Regions from separate parts of the Oryctolagus cuniculus genome. Here region 2 is linked to region 1. A link is a contact called in public Micro-C data. All regions are on one chromosome and are shown on one strand. The core of a region is the stretch at or near the end of the contact, and the rest is flanking DNA. Distances in the headings are between cores, read along the strand shown. Region 1 holds the start of AP1S1 (adaptor related protein complex 1 subunit sigma 1). Region 2 has its middle 9.7 kb from the start of IFT22.

Region 1 (3,106 bases), core at 335-2,834:
CTATGACACCAGCCCAGCGGGCACTTACAGTCCAGGGGAGAGAGGAGGCCGAGTCACACGGGCAGTCAGTGGTCACCACAGCAGGGTAATAGAGTCAGCCGGGTAGAACTCTTGGTAACAGGCAGCAGAAACAAGTCTGGCTGATGGAGCGCTGTGGGGAGAGGGGCGGGCAGAGAGGGAGGCTCAGGGAACCAGGACAGCCAGAGACCCAGGTTGGAGGGGGGTCCCACACTAGCAACAACCCCCGCCTTGTGCCCGTGCCCCCACCCACCCCTTCACTGGACACCATCCCTGCCGCCCTGGACCCACTGACCCTCTGCGGGAGCCGTACCTACCCCCCATCACGTCACACCCACCTCCTTCCCCTCCTGGCCCAAAATCTAGAAAGGTGCCCCTCAAAGACGGGCAGGGCTCTGCGGTGGCGGGGGCGGGGGGTGGAGCTGGACATTTCAAAGGCTCCCTTGCGGGGGCAGTGGTTGGCCCATCTCCCCCTAGACTCACAAAGCGGGGGGACTCCCAAACTCCAAGGCGGGGGTTGAGAGCCTGAGAGGTGACACAGAATGACAAACACCCACCACCGAAAGCATCCAATTGTTCAGGGCTGTTAGAACAGCACACGGATTGCTCGGGAAGAAATAAAAGGAGTTTAAAAAAAAATAGAGATGATTGCAAATGACACTACGCACTCCCTCGTTAGTCACTTAATAGCTGTCTCGGTTATCAACTTGACGGGTGCCGCATCACGGTGCGTGCGTTCAAGTAACTCTTAATAATGGCCCCAAAAGGCAAGAGTAGTGATAAGGGCAATTTTCTCCCAGCATATTGTTATAATTTTTCCATTTCAACCTCTTACGGTGCCTTATTTATAGATTAAACTCTATCAGAGCCTTGGGTTATGGGGTGGGGGGAGACACGGTCTATCTATGCACACGGCTTCAGGTCTATCTGCAGGGGTCTCGGAGCACAGCCTAGGAGAGGAGGAGGGGTCCCGGCCACGTTGCCCATCGGGACACCACGTCACGGCCTCTCTCGGCCCTCGGACACACACACACACACACACACACACACGCGTGATGCAACTGGGTCTAAGGTATCGGAGCCTTGGGATTCTGGCCCCACTGACCCTCCGAGCCTCTATTTCTCTTTTACATTCCCTGGGGGCGCCCCTTCCTGTGTTGCATTCCTCTCGCTTCAAGAGAGGCCAGCGTCTCGAAGCTTCTCCACAGACGGCGCGCGCCCCGTCCGTCTCGCCACCCCGCCGCCCAGTTAGCCACAGCCTTTTGCCCCTTCCCACACCTAACGCCCACCCTGGGCCTCCTCACCAACTCCCAGGACCACCCCACCCACCTCGCACCCCTTTTCCCGCCTTTTGCCCCCACAAGGCCCCGAAGCGCGAGGACCACGCCGGCCTCCTCCCCCATCCTCCGAGCCAACCCACGGGGGCAGCTTGTTTCCATGACGACCGAGCTACTCGAAGCCGAAGTCGAGGACCTGGTTGCCATGGCTTCCGCTTCTCCGCCTCCAGCCCCGCCCGCGCGGCCCCCGGCGCCGGCGCATGCGCAGAGCGCCGCGCGGTGGCACTCCGGGCCTGGGCGGGACGGGGCGGGGCTTCAGCCGAGAGGGAGGGAAGAAGGCGAGAGGATAAGAAAGGGAGTGGAGCTGGCGCCTACGGTGGCCGAAGAGGGACGCGCCGAGCCGGAGGCTGCAGGATGGTAGGCTGTGCGAAGAGCGAGGGGAGGGGGAGCCGAGGAGCGTGGGCTGCACCTGCGGGGGTCCTCGGGGGCCGCCCTCGGAGTGAGCCGCTTTTTCTTCCCTCTGGTCCTCAGAGGGCCTCCCTTAGCTGGGCGAGTGGGCGAGCCGGCCTCGGAAGCCAGAGCTGGAAATGGCACTCGGGAGGGAGCGACGCGGGGAGGGGGCGCCTGTGTGGGACGGGAGGAGGCTGACTAGAGGGCGGCGGGACGGTCGGGAGCCGGGAGGCGCTCTCGGGTCTCCGGGCAAGGGGTCCCGACCTCGGCCGCAGGGAAGCCGGGCGAGGGAGAGAGGGGCGCGGGCGGCCGTGTCCGCGAGGGAGGGAGCGGGGTCACCGAGACCCTTACTCCGGGGCGGCCCGCACCTGCGCGGGGGCCGCGGGGCGCGCGCGGTGTGCGAGGGAGTAGTTTCCGGGTCCGGGAGTGCCCGTCCTGCCCCGGTTCTTGGCCATGCTTGCGGGGAGGCCGGGCCGAGGTGGGGAGGTGGAGTGGGCTCCAGGTTTTGCTCCCGGGGACCCGGGTTCTGGGCTCCCCAGATCTGGTGCTCCTCGCTGTCCAGCCCGCCCCCGTCCCACTCTCTTTCCGGCACCCAGGCCTTCCGTCTTCCTGCTCCTTCGCCGCCACCTGCTTATCTTAGCCCCACACGGATCCCCTGTCCCTGCTCCCCCTCCCCCCAAATAATCCAGTTCTCTCGAACCCTGATTCTTGCCCCTTAAGCTACTACTACTGCACACACCCAGGGGTTCCAGCTCTGGTAGCGTCCATGGGAAGACTCCAGGATGTGGCTCTGGACTCCCAGCTGGGCAGCTGGGGATGCACTTCTCACTACCCAGCTTTCTCTGGGTCCACACACGTTTCCTAGGGGAGCCACCCTGGGTGTGCAGCTCCTAACTGGAATGGGCTCCGGGTGTCTGGGGAGGCGTGGGCTGTCAGAAGCACCCACTGGGAAAGGAAAGAAAAGTTAAGAGGAGCATAGCAGGAATGCTGGATGGCTGCAGAGAGTTGGCTGAGCGTGCCAACATCAGGTGGGCTGTTGGGGGTACTGCGCTGGGCACGGGGCTGGCCCTGGGGGGCAGGGCAAGCTTGGGACATCAGTAGGCAAAGGATGGAAGATTGAGGTAGCCTCTGGAGGCACAAAACACCCAGCTTCTGCCCAGGGCAGTGTGGAAGAGGGTATCCCTGTGCTGTCAGCTGTGTGCTGCCCTAGTCACTGTAGTGTGCATTTCACTCTGGGTAACAGGGTTAGGAAGAGGAGGCCGGGGAATAACAGTGCGAATACGTAATGTGCTACAGCGCCTGCCTTGTGCCAACCACCGTCATCAGCTCCTTTGATCCCTCCTAACAACTCCGTAAGGATG
Region 2 (3,311 bases), core at 607-3,106, 230 kb after region 1:
CAGTGCGAGCTGACCGCCAGCTTCTGCTGCGTGGGTGATTCCAGCTGATGGCCCTCCTCCATCCCGTCCACGTGTGTGAGGACGCGGCCCCTGCGCTGCTGGAGAGGCCCCTGGCGGGGGGGGCTCGCTCCTGCCACGGCAGGGCCTGGTCCCGGAGACCCCCCCCCCCCATGAGCTCTGGACTTTTTCATAAGATTCCCGAAACGCACATATATGTTTTAAACATTTATTTGGAAGGTAGAGAGACACAGAGTTAGCGAGACACACGCACACACCCAGAGATGGGTCTCCATCCACTGGTTCACTCCTCAGATGCCCACGACGGCCAGCGCTGGGCCAGGCCACAGCCGAGAGCCTGCAGCTCTACCAGGGCTTCCCTCGTGGGGGCGGGACCTCCACGCCTTGAGTGTCACGTGCTGCCTTTCCCCTCCCCCTCCCCTACCCCGGGGCCTTCTGCAGCCAGTCGCTGGCTTCCTCCTGCCGCGTGTGACTCTAAGGTTCTTTTTTATGAGTTCTTTTAGATATTTACTTATTTGGGAGACGGGGGAGGGAGATCGATCTTCCATGGTCCTCCACGTGGGCGGCAGGGGCCAGGGCCTCCCGGGATGTGTGTTTGCAGGAAGCAGGAGTAGAAACCAAAGCCGGGAGGCGCACCCAGGCGCTGATACCCAGCCAGCATCTCAACCACCGGGCCAAATGCCCGCTCCTCTTTATCTTTATAGAGCAAAACTGCAGAATTCCAGGTGCCCCCTGACTCACCGCGGGGGTTAAGTTGGACACACGCATTTCAGCCTGAGCCGGGCAGAGCCATCTAACCCAGCGCCTGACTGGCCCCCCAAGCGCCGCCCAGCTGCTGTAACTTATGGAACATCGCGCTGCGGGTGGGACGCACCCGCGGTTCTGGGGGCCCGGCCTCCGCCGCAGGGGACCGCGGAGACACGATTCCCGGACTGTCGGTCACGACTGGAACGTTCTCCAGCGGCTCCCCCGCCCCCGACTGCGGCAGGTGCACCGCTGTGCGCTGTGTGCCGCGGCCTCGCCTCCTATAGACCCACTCTCCTCTCGACTACACCCGCGATTTCCTAACTGGGACGAAAGGACGGCCGGCAAAGGCCCGGCGCCGGGCGCTGGACACGAAGGAGACCAGGGCCGCACGCAGGGCCCCGCGCCCACCCGCTCCGCGGACCCTCTGGTCGGTACCAGCCCCGTCCCCAGGATCCCGGCGAGCCCAGGCGGACAGGCCCAGTCCCGGCGGGCGCGAAGGAGGACCGACGCCCACACCCCGCCCTGCCCCGGCGGCCGCCGTAGTGGCGGCTTCTGCCCGTCGTGACCGAGGATGGACGCTAACGGCCGTGGCTCGGGCCTCGGAGCTTGGGCCCGGTTCCCGCCCAAACTACAACTCCCAGAGGCCTCGGCGGCGGGGACGAGCCGGGCTCTCCGAGGCCTGGGCCTCCACGTGGCCGCCCCCACATGCACGGCTGCCTAGGCGCCCCACTACCCCCGCTACTCGGATCTTGGTTTGGGGGCGCGAGAAGGACAAGCGCTTGGACAGGCCGCGAGCCCCGACTGCCCTTCCCACAATGCTCCGGACACACGTCACTTCCGGAGGCGCCCGCCCACGAGTGCTGTTGCCATGGAGACCGGTGCTAGGCCATTTGGGCCCACGAAGCCCGCGAACGGCAGAGTGGACGCCGGAGAAGCGAGCCAGAGACTGGAGGAACGGGCACTCGGGCCGGAGGGCCGCCTTGAAGGAGTACGCCCCCTTCTGCTTACCTCTCTCGTATCCCACGACCTCCCCGGGTAGAGCGGGCATCGCATGGCCCTCTGGGAAGCGCCCGCGGCGGCGCTCGGAGCATTCTGGGAAATGTAGTCACCTGCGGCGCTGACCAGGCACGCCGAGGACGCAGCCTTCGCGTCCACTCGCGCGCACATTTTGCCCCCTGTCCCTGGTACTGTGACTCCCCTGGTGCCGTTGGCGACGGCGGAGCGGTACCCGGCGCGCCGGCTTCCCGGGGAGCGGCGCTCGCTCTGCCTTGCGGGTGTCCGGTGTCCGGTGCTGATCAGCGGCTGGTGGGCCCGGGTCTGGGTCGCCCCACCCCGGGCTGAGGTGTGCGTGTGGCCTCACCTGCCATCTCCATCACCCGCTGATCGTGCACAGGTCGTTCCTCATTCATTCCTCATCCGTCAAGACCGCTGACACCAATTTTTTAAGATTTATTTATTGATTTGAGAGGCAGAGTTACAGAGAGAGTGAGAGGTCTTCCATCCGCCTGTTCACTCCCCCAATGGCCATAATGACCGGAGCTGGGCTGATCTGGAGCCAGGAGCTTCTTCCAGGTCTCCCATGCGGGTGCAGGGCCCAAGCACTTGGGCCATCTTCTACTGCTTTCCCAGGCCACAGCAGAGAGCTGGATCAGAAGTGGAGCGGCCGGGACTTGAACCGGCGCCCATATGGGATGCTGGCCACAGCGCTGGCCCCACACTTTTTTTTATGCCAAGCTCAACTCACTGCTTCCTACCAGTTACACCCCCACCCCCGCCCCCTAAAAAGGGCAATGCATTCCAAGCAGTCGGAGTCCCGCGGTAGCTGCAGCCCCACGAGGGCCCGCGATGGTTTCTGGGTCAGAAACCGGGTTCTGTGTGTCTACAGGACAGCTCAGAGAGGGCTAAGGCGGCCTCTCGCGAGAGCTCCCCGGGACCTTTTAGAATCAGGGGCGAAGTCACGCGTGGCTGTGTGCATGTTCAGAACGTGTCCCAGGACTCCGCCGAGACTGTCGCTCGTGGGAGAACGGTGGAGCCTGGTCCGGCTGAGGAAGCCACGGTGAAACCATGCCGTCCTTCTGTCTGCAAAAGCAGGGTTTCTGCCCTGCGCGTTTCTTTAACGTCCTTGGTGACGGCGTTTGAGACGCGGAAGCCCGTGTTTTGTGCCTGGGGAAGGAGTGTGGTTCTTTAAGCATCGGCTGGGGCGGAGAAACCCGTGCGATTCTCAGCGGTGAGGCGGGGCAGGCAGCAGGCAGGATCCGCGCTCCGTTCCTTACGGTGCCTAAGAGCCTCAGAATTCAGTCATTTGCTGGGCTCCACGAAACACGACGCCGGTTCTATCAGCAGCAAACCTGCAGACCCTCTCCCGGGAGCCTCTGCCTCCACCGGGGTGCAGATGGCCTTCCTGTGCCCTGCCATCGGCGCCGTGGCCATCGTGGCCATGGCTTTGGCATCAGAGGGTGGCCGCTCAGCCGTGGCCCACGGTGGAGTCCTCTGCTGATGGCGCAAGGGCAGAGGTGTGGGCTCCGGCCCTCACCCTGGCCACAGCC

What was found. A called contact is a pair of places that touch in the nucleus more often than the background predicts.
Region 2: a Micro-C map of ear pinna shows a contact between it and region 1, with 3 times the contacts expected there. The contact joins the enhancer-like site here to the promoter of AP1S1 in region 1. A contact is called at or near these places in 2 of 6 Hi-C or Micro-C datasets (ear pinna and an unstated tissue).

What each region holds. Positions count from the first base shown.
Region 1 is chr19:43,214,233-43,217,338 of mOryCun1.1, forward strand. AP1S1 (adaptor related protein complex 1 subunit sigma 1) reads left to right here and starts at 1,585. Exons shown (of 5, transcript XM_002722817.5): 1 at 1,585-1,712. The coding sequence starts at 1,710. It overlaps LOC103345696 (a long non-coding RNA gene), which reads right to left and starts at 1,537. Exons shown (of 3, transcript XR_011384564.1): 1 at 1,348-1,537; 2 at 29-151.
Region 2 is chr19:43,445,130-43,448,440 of mOryCun1.1, forward strand. No RefSeq gene overlaps it. Among named protein-coding and RNA genes, the nearest start is that of IFT22, 9.7 kb to the right of the region's middle. Within about 2 kb of position 1,857, at least 7 of the 8 cell types and tissues checked have an H3K27ac peak or open chromatin away from gene starts, as enhancers often do. A contact at or near this core is called in ear pinna, where this site is marked.